Linked DNA regions of Anser cygnoides: region 1 is linked to region 2. Evidence: chromatin contacts called from public Hi-C data. All regions are on one chromosome and are shown on one strand. Each heading gives the region's core, a stretch centred on a gene start, on an enhancer-like site or on the middle of the called end of the contact. The rest is flanking DNA. Distances are from core to core; before and after follow the strand shown.

What was found. A called contact is a pair of places that touch in the nucleus more often than the background predicts.
Region 1: a contact with region 2 is called in a Hi-C map of liver, with 2.5 times the contacts expected there. The contact joins the promoter of GCLM here to the enhancer-like site in region 2. A contact is called at or near these places in 2 of 7 Hi-C or Micro-C datasets (both in liver).

What each region holds. Positions count from the first base shown.
Region 1 is chr8:2,326,917-2,333,056 of Taihu_goose_T2T_genome, reverse strand. It overlaps GCLM (glutamate-cysteine ligase modifier subunit), which reads left to right and starts at 1,660. Exons shown (of 7, transcript XM_048067050.2): 1 at 1,660-1,952; 2 at 4,571-4,636. The coding sequence starts at 1,833. It overlaps LOC106039444 (very-long-chain enoyl-CoA reductase), which reads right to left and starts at 1,618. Exons shown (of 14, transcript XM_048067270.2): 1 at 1,482-1,618; 2 at 981-1,076.
Region 2 is chr8:2,268,736-2,275,187 of Taihu_goose_T2T_genome, reverse strand. All of the region lies in intron 1 of BCAR3 (BCAR3 adaptor protein, NSP family member), which reads left to right. Among named protein-coding and RNA genes, the nearest start is that of TRNAR-UCU, 35 kb to the left of the region's middle. Within about 2 kb of position 3,612, at least 2 of the 3 cell types and tissues checked have open chromatin away from gene starts, as enhancers often do. A contact at or near this core is called in liver, where this site is marked.

The sequences.
Region 1 (6,140 bases), core at 411-2,910, 60 kb before region 2:
GGCAGCAGCACTGCGGGGCGCTGGCAGCAAGGCGTCCCGCAGCCTTCAAACACGGGGAAAAGCAGGTTCAGAGCCACGACTCGGCGGCGTTTGATTCGAAAGGGTGCTTTATTTTTCTTTGAGAGGCACGGGGGTACTGCAGGAATCAGTAGTGCTTCACGGTGTGTGCCGATCAGAGGTAGAGAAATGAGATAACCAGCAAAACCCACAACTGATCAAGAGCCAGAAAACACCCTCCTTTCTTTTTCTGCTAGCATACCTCCCATTTCTGTGTGATTTGACAGACAGCAGACCTGGGCTGGGTCCCTTCTTCTGTGACGTGCTCCCGTTGCTGTCAGAATTAAGCTCATAGCATTAAGCAGTACAGAGGCTGGTATTGTTTTTTCCTCCAACTAGTATTTATTCCATTATCCTCTTGTGAGAGCTAAAGTAATTAAACATTAGCGGATTCTACCTGCTATAAAGAAACATTGCTTTTTCATGGCTCTAAGTTTCCATTATACAGAAAGGTTTATACCATGCGCTCTTTGGAAGCCCTCTGCTAACCCCAAATTTTATCTGCTTCCATAGGATTATACCCATCAAAGCTTCTTAAACAAAATATTGAAGAATAAATTTCAGATGCACAAAGCATGAGGCCCCTACTAGCAAGCCTGAGGGCGGATCAGAAACATCCAATGGGACAGAATTTACTACCGGTGTGAAGACCGGCTGAAGGTGTGTGAAGGTGTGTGCTCCTTTTCAAGGCAATTATGTGTTTGGATGGTTAGCGCTGGGATCTGGTTAGACCTTCTGGATTTTTATGTTAAAGGAAAACAGAATTACTGCCTTTCTAAAGAAGCAGACGTTCTTTCGGTATATTTGTCTTCCAAATGGCTTGCGTTCATATACTGAGGAAAACTATCTCCAATATGTGAAAGTAATCAAGGTAAATACAGAAAAGCAACCAGAACACAAATATAAAAGCCATTTAAGCTAACCTTCTATCAGAAAGCTCTCGGACAGTACTTCAGACCAACAGGTCGTGCAAACGGTCCCTCCAGATCAGCACGGCGTACCACCTGGAGAAGGAAAACCTGTAACAGACCATTCGAATTCCAGTGCTGACAACATTGCAACCTACAGCCTCATGCTCCCCTGAACCTCACTTACAGATCCCCCCTTCTGAATCTGTAGCACAGAAGGACTTTAGCGCTCAGGGTCCATCATTCCAGAAGAAACCCAGCCTTGGACAAAAAATCCCCACGCCGCAATCCTTCAGGCTTCACCCAGCTGGAGCAAGGTAGCGAGGTTTGATCAAACCTCGGGTTTGATGAAGTAAGCGCTCGGCTCCCTGCGCGGGCCTGGCAGCCCACCCCCTGGCAGCCACCATTCGTCACTTACGGCGCCGCGATCACACTAGCACGGGTTGGGCCGCTTCAGTGACTCCACGGCGCAGCCCAAGCGGCGGTGCCGGGAAGGGGCCGCGCTCGGGGACCTACCTCGGCCGCCATCCCGCAGGACCGGGCCCTTCCCGGGCTGGGCCGGGGCCTCCGTTCCCCCGTGGGCTCGCGGGAGTCCGCGTCCCGCCCGCCCCCGGCGCCCAGGGGGCGCTGCCGCTGAGGGCCGCTGAGGGCCGGGGCCGGGGCCGGGCGGCGCGCAGGCGCGCGGGGTGGCGGCGGCGGGGCGAGCCGTGCCCGGTCCGCCCGCCGCTCGCCGGGCTGGGCCCGCCCCGCCGCCCATTGTCCTCGCCGTGTGACCGGGTCCGGCTGCGGAGCGTCCCCGCCGCCCGCCCCGGGTGCTGAGTCACGGCGCTGCGCTGCCCGCCCCGGCAGGTACCGCGGGGCTTCGCCATGGGGACGGACAGCGCCCGCACCCTGCTGGAGCGTGCGGCCACCCTCAACCTGCAGACCGGCAACCTGCTCAACTGGGGCTGCGGCCGCAAGAAGTGCCCGGCCACCCCCAGCGAGGAGGTGAGCGCGGCGGCTGCCGGCCCCGGGGCTTTCCCGCGGGAGGTGCTGGGGGAAGGCCCGGGGGGGGCTGCGGCGGGGCCTGAGGGAACGCCCGGGAACCCTCAGCCGGTGCCGGGGCTACTGGCTGCCTGCTGGCGCCCCGCAGCGCCGCCGGGCCCGCTGGGGAGCGGAGCCGAGCGGTGCTGGGCCCGGCTCGGGTTGCCGCGGGGAGCCCGTCCCGCCGCAGGCCGGAGCTGCCCCCGGGGCGCTGGCCGCCCGTCGGAAAGGCCCGGCTGTGGTGGGGTCGCCTCCTGGCGGAGCCCAGCCGCGCCGCGCTGGTGGCCTCGGGGGGTAAAGGATCGAAAGCTGACAGGAGAAAGGGCTCTCTGTAATGGCAGCGGGATTCCTGATGCTTCTGTGGCGATAGATGTGTCAGTAGTTAGAAACCGCCACTGCAAAGGATGAAACCGAAATTCTCCTTTATAACTTGGAATTAGTCTTAATAATTCGCTGGTGGTGACACATCTTGGGGAAATTCGGTCATTGCTGTCTTCTCTAAAGACTATAGTGGTCCTTTGTTTCAAAAAAAACCTGAAAGATCGTTTTAATTAATACTTGAAAACCATATCTTAAACAGTATGTGTCAACCTTTGCAATAATTCTGTGTAAATGGTTGGAGATCCTGCGGCCACAGGCTTCGAAACCACTGTGTTTGTTGTCTGGTCACAGCACAGTGCTTAGGGAATGGTCGCTGACCAGACACAAGAGCTTTCATTGCAGCTGGTTAAAGCCTGGTAGTGACACAGGTCGTGTGTCAGGAGCTGGTTGAGGGCATGTTAATTGAGAGCAAGCGGTAAGAAAGGTGACTGTCTGAGAGGATGATGTAATAAGGTGGGAGAATTCATCATACTTTTGTCATGTGGTAATAGCTTTTTAATTTGTCCTAGTTACTTATTACAGCATTCTGTGATCTATGTGAAAGAGGATTAGATTTTGTAGCAAAATAAGGCTGCCTATTACAATGTGCCTGTCCAGTAACTTTTGGAAAGCTATTACATAAAGAATGGCCAATGTGCGTAACTAATCAGTTAAGGTATTTCTCTCCATTTGTTTACAGAGAAATCTGCATTTAAACATAAGGCTGCCAACTTCCCAGAGTTGCTGGTACTCCAAAAGCAAATAATTAGCATTATTTATCAGAAATAAATCAGCTTTTATCACTTCTATTCAGTGTAGTTAGTGTCTATAGTTCTTAGTGTAAGAATGTAAGCCAACATTTTTCAAAATATGAACCCTAGGGCTAGGAGTTTAGGGATGTAACTGTATTTGGAGTCATATGCTGTGCTTTCCACGTGTGTCAAGAGGTGATGGTGGTGTGCTTTGGAGGCAGAGGTTTGTTCATACTAACTGCAGTAGAAATACAAGGTGTGAGTGTTGCAAAGCAGTAGTAAATGATACATCTTTATCACCTTTTAACTTTTCCTCAGAAAGGAAAAGATAACATATTTTGACATAACATAATGTTAAAGACTGCCAGCATCATGGGTATCTGTTTGGGGGGGCAAGCCAGTTCTTTCTTGCCTTTCGAGTCAGTTATTTTTTTCCTAGTGTTTTAAGTGACAAGGACAGAATGTACCGCATTTGTGTTCACAGAGTGTTCTCACAGTGTTATGTCTTAAACTTCGTGATATCCAGTTTTTTGTTTGGTGGTGGGGCATTGCCTTCAGTCAGTTTGTGCACGTTATTATTGGCTCTCTGAATTAATGTTCAGCGTCACAAGAAATTGCTATTTAACGGTACAAAAAGTAGGTATCCATGTAGATAGAAAGTACATTGTTAAAATGTGAAGTGGGAACTTAAGAAGTACTTCTTTCCATGGCAGATCCCAGACTTTCTAGTACATTTCCTGAGTCTGCAGGATGACCTTTGACCTTTCCTGAGAGGTATCAGCAGGCAGGCAGAGCGTTGGAGCAGCTGAAGCATTGGTGCAATGTGCAGTCAGTTAATTAGTTTATGGAGCCCTAATAGTTATGCCTTGCTGTGTTCAAGAAGATACACGGACAGAATCCTTGTCAGGTCTATTTTGCATCTGTGAAATCAGGAAAAATGCAAGTGCAGGGTAGGAACTGAAGGATCCCCCTAAAGATTCAGCACAATGGAATAGGTAGGTGGTAAAGGAGAAGGGTCAGATGCATCTCAGGAAGAGAAACGATGAATATAATGAGTAATTAGTGATTGACTGTAAAGTCTCTTTTCCAAGGATGTTACAGCATGTATGCTGTTATCTGACTACTTTGCAACTTACGAATCTTTATGTTTCAAAAACAATCAAAAAAAAAACAACAAAAAACTCTAGTTCTTAACAGTTGGTCCTTTCTTTTAAGATGGCATTGGAAAATAAATGAAGTACAGTACTTGTATTACTGCTAACATGCTGTGAAAGAGGAGAGGAATTTTCTTAAGTAAACTAGTTTGAACAAGTTTCAGATGGAAGCTATGAAGGAAGAATCTTCTGTGGTTAGAGGAATGGTGTCATGAGTTCACGGGCTGTCTGTCTGTCCTCTATGCCTATGAATCATTGTATTTCTTTGCAACTAAAACATAACTACACTTCAATAAGAAAAAAAATATTTTTTTAGGTGCGGGACTGCATTCAGAAAACACTGACTGAATGGAGCTCAAAGATAGGACAAGATCTGAATCAGGTAGGAGAGGTATTATGCATGTTACATGTGAAAACAGAAATATGTGTATGGTTACACCTTTTAAAATATGAACGAATCTATTAAATTTCTATAAAATTGTCTGCAGCTCCAGATACCTTAAAATAGTATTTCTCAAATCTGGTTTTTTTAACATTTAATACTTCTCAAGAGGTTAAGAAATACCAAAGTAAAGAATTCTGTTGATGAGAGATAAGATGATTCTTAGTTGGAAAAAAAAAAAAAAGTCCTGGTTGGTAAGATTTAAAGTTAATTGTTGAGATGATCAGATGATCGATCACACACCAAAAAAAATCATATACCTTAGAAGTATGATAGTTCTCCCCTGAGTTTTTACAAGCATGCTATCTAAACCATGGAGATGATAAACTAGATAGATGAAGATTGTCCAGTTTGGCAGGGAACTCTGAAGTGTAGTCTTGGATGTCTCAGAAATATTCCCAAAGATGCAGAAGTGGCAATCTTCCCTTTAAGAACTGAAGACTTTGACATAATGCTTAAAACCACTGTCATTGCCAGCTGACATGAACACGAAGTTTCTGGTGCATGTCTGTTCCTTTTTCACTGTTGCTTCTGAAATTGAGCAAAGCAGTAAGAAGTTCCCAGTAAACGTATTTGCTCTGTGAAATATTAGCACATTTCTTTTAAAAACAACACAAAACTTTCCAGACAGTTTGTTGTTGTTGTTTTTTTGTTTTTTTTTTTTTTTGTTACCAGTTCTTGTGTAATGATGACACATGAAAATGTACTTTGCTACATTCCACGCTGGAGTGTGGTGAGGCAGTTCCTGCTGAATGATTTGTGGAAGATCTAATGATTGCTCAAGAAGTGAACATAAATATAAATGTTTGTATCAGTAGGATATAGTGATCCATTTAAAGTTAATTGTTTAGTGTAAGCTGGGTTTTCTCTCAAAACATGTTAACTGCATATATATGAATTCTTTTATGAATCATATCAGCTTCCAGTAATTCAAAAAGTGTTAACTTCTGTTTAGAATGTTGACTATATGGAATAACTCCGTGATTCACTTGAGGACTTTTTTGTAGGGCAGGAAAAACTACCAGAGATCTTAGTTATAGGGGTGGGGTGTGCGTGCTTTTGTTGTTATCATACAAAATCTCATGGAGATAAAGCCTTAAAGTTACCTTGTACCAGCTGATACACGGTCTGGTCTTAAGCGAGCACAAAGGATGAAATCTCTGAAAATTTCTTAATTTCAAAATTATTGTATAAAAGTTTTTTACAGCACTTTCATGCTAGATTTCCCTGAAAGTACAAAATACTGTTATGCAAAGTTGTTCCCACCCAACACCACAAAATACTAATTTGGATAATGCTTTTTTCAGCCAGTCCTGAGGCTTTTTTTTTTTTTTAGCGAGGTAGTTTGAATTGGCATGGTGATCTTTTTACATCAGAAAAGCAGAATACTGCAAAAGGTTATTCCAATAATTCTCCCCAGACAGTCATATTTTTTATGTTAGGA
Region 2 (6,452 bases), core at 2,363-4,862:
GTCACAACCCCTGTTATGTATTAATTTGCAGTAAAAACTCTTGAGTATCCAAAAACTTCCTTTCCAATATTATTATGTGTCTCAGTTCGCTTTAAGATTGGCCTTCCTTCATTAGCTTAAATACAGTTGACACACTAGCACTTTCCTTTTTTGTTTTTTATTCAGAGGAGTCTTAGCTTTTACCAACTCTCCAGTTATCTTGGCCAGTTCCGTTCTGATGAAAAAAAAAATAGGGATAATGAATTAATGTTTTAAAAGAAAAATTTTTCATCCCTTCAAGGACATAGCTTATCACAACATAGGGGCTCCATATAGCACAGAATGCACTTACGCTTGCTTAGGTTACAGTATCAGAAACAGTGAAAATGTCCAAAAGAAACTTCAATTACTCTGGACTGATAGGTGTAGTATGTTCTTTACTCTGGCTACAGGACTTACTCTACCTCATAGAAGTTGATCTTAGAATTGTTCTTAGAAAATTGGGAATTGAAAATCGGGTTCACTGAAGACCCATTGTTTCCAATATTCTTCTGCTTAAGGAGGTAGGAAAAAAAGATTTCCGCATTGTCTCCTAATGACTGAGAGAATGAGTTAAGGCAACTTCAGCTTTCTTGTTGCAAAGAGAAGATAAACTAATACTCTGATTCACCCTATGGTACTGCTCTGAGTACAGATTACAGGGGTACTTTGCCCAGACAATAAAAGGAATAGCTAAACCTTGAGATTTTGGCAGGATTTAAAAAAAATACTGTAATCTGTACTTTTCTTAGAACTTGTCATTTAGAAAATCCTCTATTTTCAGTTTCATTTCACTTTCTATTACTCTCTCAGTCTTCAGCTTAATAAGATATAGTAATATTAACAGACCATAACTGACAGAAGGCTATGTCATGAATCTGTGTTCCTCACTCAGAAAAACCATAGGCAAAAGGTCAAGACCAAGCAATCTTGTGTAAGTGCCACCTCGTGTCTTGTAAAGAGAGAGGAAGAGTTCTTTTACAGGTAGCCCTTGCCCTCCTTTTCCATTTTGGACTTTGCTATGAATTAAGACTTGATCACTATGTCTTGCTGCTCTCATGATGCTTTTATCAGTTCACTATCAACATTCTACTCAGGTTTGTAAGAGTTGGAACAAGCCCCGTAAGGCATTCTATTCTAAGTGGAAGGATGTAGTGAGATGTTATTCAACTATGACTCATTGTGCAGGATATTTTGAGAATAGATAACAAGATACAATTATTATGCAGTCTGTCCAATAATTCTAAATATCACGGCCTAGAACTTTTACAAATTTCACACGAAGCAGTGACTTACTTAGCTAACATTCCTGCTTTTCCCCTCTCTTGGTCAAGGTGAGAAGACTTTTGGAGCCTCTGTAGAAATAGGATATTCATAAAATGTTTTTAGCTACTCTAAGTTTTTAGAAGAATCCAGAACTACTTGTGTTCAAGTAGATTAGTGTATGTTCTCAGTCTTTTCTGAGGAGTTCAGAAAATGGTTTAATAATTATATAACTTCCAATTCATTGGTTTCACTTTCTTAAAATATAAATATGACTTTTGTAACTGCTACTGTGGAAGGCTGGGAAATCATTCAAGTTGTTTTCTGTAGTGAAACCAGACATATTTCAATTAGATATTTTCCACTTGTTTTGGGGACTGTATTTTGTAACCTTTTCAGGTACCAGAGTGAGGAATATATTACAGTTCTCAATGGAACATTTTTCAGATGAAAGGACTGTTCAAACTGTCATTCATGTGGTGAATTGTTTTATAGGTAGGTTTGTAACAGTTCAAACGACTGACTAGAATGTTCCAATTTCTGTTAGTATAACTTCTGACTGGGCAGCTTCAGATACATTGTGTTAAATCTAATGTAGCTATACTGCTGTGGATTTCAGTGAATTTGAATTTTAATCAAGAATTTTATCTCCAAATTCGAGTGTATATTTTGTGATTCCCATAAATGCATCTTGCAAGGTGATAAAGTGATGCGTATGTTTTTTTGACAGTTAAGTGCTTGAGTTCTTTAAGCTGTCATAAAAATATTGGTGTTTCATATTTTTCTGTGTAAGCAATGTTTTTATTCACTCTCTGGCTTTGGCTAATGAAACAATTAAGTGTATAATTGAACTATGTGCTTGAAAAATAGTGCCATATTAATCTCTGACTTCTGTTTACACCAGGATATTTACATCCTAGATGGCTTTTCCTATTGTATTAAAGAATTCTGGGAAGGCTGCAGAACAGATCAGTTCAGTCAGTCAAACATAACTGCAGACTGTTTTGTTTTCACAGTAGGGACTAATGCTTGTTATCTAGTCTCCAGCCTATTATGACATGTTTTTGTTTTCTGTCTGTCTTTGACAGAGTGCTGTGTCTAGGAGCAGAGTGCCTAATCAGTTACACTGTAATGCTTCTTTTCCAGTACTGAACTGAGGTCAGACATTAGGAAAAAAAAAAACATTTAAAAAAGATCTATTAAATATTAATGTCTTATTAAAAGTTAAGCCAGTACAGAGCGCAAGATATATTATTCTGTTTGCTTAAAATTGAGCTTTAAACAACAGCATTGTATTTGTTGCTGGTTCAACAGTTTCCAGGCAGTGGCTGATGTGATAAATCACTTTAATATGCAAGCATTTTCACAAGGTTAATTTTACAGGTCTAATCATTTCCTTGTATATCAAAGTTAAGTTTTGGAAAATCTTGTTAAAACACTTTGTTTTCTAAAGTCATACCTGGTTCTGAAACTACTTTTAACAGAACATGCTTCAGTACGCTAAGATTTGGATTCATCCTGTTTAACTCGAGGTACTCAGGCTATGGTTCCACGGTAATTAATACCAAGATCTATGCACTGACATAATGCCCAGCAGCACATTTGACCTGGATCAAATACGTGCACGTGATCACATATCTGTTGAATTAGGCAGAGTACACAATACGAAGGTCACTACCTTTATGCTTTTATGCTATCTTTACAACAGCCAATGGGAGGGAAGTGATTAGAATAACTGATTTGACATGAGTGATGCTAGCTAATTATTACAAAAATAACTATTCGAAATTGTTAAACAACTTCAGTCCAGCAGAATGAATTTTATAGTGGGTCAAGTGCTTTGATTATGATATTTTAATCGTAGCTGGGCTGTGATATTTTTTGTCTGTATTAGAAAACTTAAAGGCTTCCGTGCCATTGATTCCTGGCCTTAAATGTAAGTTGGGGTTCCAGAATGCCAAAATAAGCAGTCTGTGCCCTCTTTAGCTTTTCTTTAGCTGCTTTTTCCCATTTCTGTATCATTCCTTTTGTTGTCAGCAAAACTATCCTGTGGCTGTGAGGTGAATCCAGTTAGGTGAAAAACAACTTGCTGAAAAACAACTTTTTTTCACCTCATGTTTATCCAGATCAAGTCCTCATCCCAGTTCACTGTTCAGCTGTGTAAACACTCCAAGTATGAATGGCCAGGGAAGAAACAGCAGAGCTAAGCCCTGGTGGCTGAAACAGCAATGCTGCTTAAATGGAAACCACAGCCAAAGTTGCTGCACTGGGAGGCGAGTCATTCTATGCTCTAGTTCTTAGAGACAGAAAAATTCAGTCAATAATTCAGTCCGCTTTGAATTTGAGTTGCCCTGTGTAGCTGTCTATATCTTTGTTGTTGATTGTAGAGCTGTCTTATGATGACTGACTTGTTAGCAGACCACTCAGCAAGAGTTGGCAGCTGGTAGAATGAAGTTAGGCCTAAAAGCTACATCTGCAGTTGGCCTGGAACATTAAATCTCTTCTTTTGAGCACAGCCTTCCAAATTTCAAGAAAGTGTTTTCTCTTCTCTAAATCATGATGATCTCATTTTTTTGCTTAGGGCTTATTGTTGTATTTTATTTGGATTTGTGGATTTGTGCAAAGCATTTGACACTGTCCTGCATGACATCCTTGTCTCTAAATTGGAGACATGCAGATTTGATGGACGGATGACTTGTGGGTAATTAACTGTGTGTAAAAAACTGTGTGTGTGGTGAGGCATTGGCACAGGTTACCCAGAAAGGCTGTGGATGCCCCATCCCTGGAGGTGTTCGAGGTCAGTCTGGATGGGGCTGTGAGCAACCTGGTCTGGTGGGAGGCGTCCCTGCCCATGGCAGCGGGGTGGAATTAGATGATCTTTAAGGTCCCTTCTAACCCAAACCTTTCTATGATTTTATGATTTGCCTGCAAACCAAAGTACACAAGTGGAAAGGTTCTTCCAATTTCTGCAAACTTTCTTCCTAAGTGCAGAAATGTTACCAGTTATGCACATAGTTCCTAATGCTGTTCCATGAACAGATCACAGAAATGGCTGTGTACTGAGTCCAACTGATAGCTGCTCAGGTCTGGTATCTTGTATCTGATAGTGGCAAAGTAGATGTCAAGTAAAACACAAAAGCACTCCAACCCATAGTGATGCTTTCCCAGAATGCTTTCTCAGCCCCTGAACATCTAACAAAAAAGAAGTAACAAAAAGGTATGAATGTTGAGAGCCATAAATAATCTTTCACAGTCCTTTTCCACACATCTTTCCACAGTCCTTTTGTCTGTGTCATCACTTACGTTTTGATGTGCACTGCAGTACATTCGAAACCCTGTTGTCCTGCCGCCTAGGCTGGCATTTATTCTTGTGTTCATAGCAGGCTATGACTCCTTTCAGATGCATTTTTTGTTTTCTGTTCAGGGCAATTTTGGAGCCAGAGGGTGGGGCCTGCCTCTTGCCTTGGCATGTCCCAGTATGGAACCAAGATGAATCCAAAATTCACGTAGCACTCCCAAGTACTACAAAGTAGGGACTGTGCTTCCATCTATGCTTATAGGAATGTTCTCAGCTGCAATCCAGCACCTTTTGCAGTCTTAGAAATGTGTGTTTGGCATTGCAAAGAAGCCTGGAAATAACCTCATCTAGAAATAGCTTCATTAAAAATTACCTTGGATTTTGCCAGGCATGGAAGATGTTTCTTGGTTTGTTTATCCGCATGAATTTATATATTTTTTGCATCATTTGGCTGTTAAAATGTTTGTTTACATTCATAAGTATTCATGATGCACTTTTCTGTGCATTTTTGGTTGAGTTATGAATGCAAAGATGTATAAAATGCAAAGTGACAAGAAGTATTTTACAAGGCATTCCAAGAGCTAGAACTTTTTTTTTTTCCCCCAGTGTCTTCTCTTACTGAGCTGAATTCTAATTAATAGCATTTTATGGCTCAGTATGATTTCATTAGCATCTTTGAGTGTTTTCCTTTGAGTGGCTAACAGTATAAAGAATCTTTCCTTTTTGTCTTATGCTTGTATTGGTTTTTTTCTACAAAGAGATTGCACTTTTAGTAGGATATATTTTTAGAACCTTTGTAATTTTATTTGTCATACAAAGAAGGTCAGCCTTAGTAGATTAAAGAAAATCTAAGCATTGACATAATTTACTGTGGGTGAATACAAAATAATATGCAAAACCTCAATTAGGTGAAATGTAATTAACGCAACATAATTTCCTGCATTTGCTGGGGAAAAGATGGTTTGCATTTCAATTCTTAAACGACCTTTTCTGAATATGTTCTATTTCTTGCCCTGCTGCATAGTGTAAAATTAAATTTGAAGTGATTTCTTACCGTGTGAGTTTTCTCCCTCTCATTCATGATACATAAGACCTAAGATGTGTGCTGATAAGAGGGAAGATGAGTGAGCAATGCAGAGTTTCACTTGTGCTAGGGACAATATCAACAGAGAACAGTACAGCTTAAAAAAAAAAAAAAAGGTAAAATAATCGAGGGATTTCCTTATGTATTTTTATCAGAAGGCTGAAATAATCGGCATAAAGCCATAACTGGTGTTGCCTTTTTAAGCCCAGATATCTTGCCTTTGTCTCTCTCAGATAAAGCCCTTTTGCTCATTCTTTCTTTTTTGCTTCGGTTTGAAACAATGCAAACACAACCAGAGTCATTTGGAGCAGTGGTATGTAGTGTCAACCTGGCAGATTCCAGACTAGTGCTTAAGTATTTTGGTGGCTTTGCCAGTAAATGAAGAGGAGGCTGCTTTAAACACTTTCATCTGCGTAATAGAGGTGATATTGCTACCTGTGTGGTCTATTTCGCTCTCAGTGAGAGAGATAAGGATTTGCAGGTTTTTGGGATTTCTGTTTAAGGAGCTCAGAAATGTAGATGCTGTTACAAAGTGTGTAAACACACACATCTCACTGTATTTCATCCCTTGAAAGTTTCAACTTTTTTAGGGCTGCTTTCTGGCCTTCTATTTATCCTTTTCTTTATGTTGGTTTATGTTCTAAACGAAACTCTTCAACATCTGTCACATTCGAAGAGAGGCTGTTAATTCTCTTGTATTTGAGACTTTTAACAGAAACATGAAAAAACAGAACCTTACAAGGAAGTCTTAGCTCCACAGTAACAGTTCTTCCACTGCTAGATTGAAAA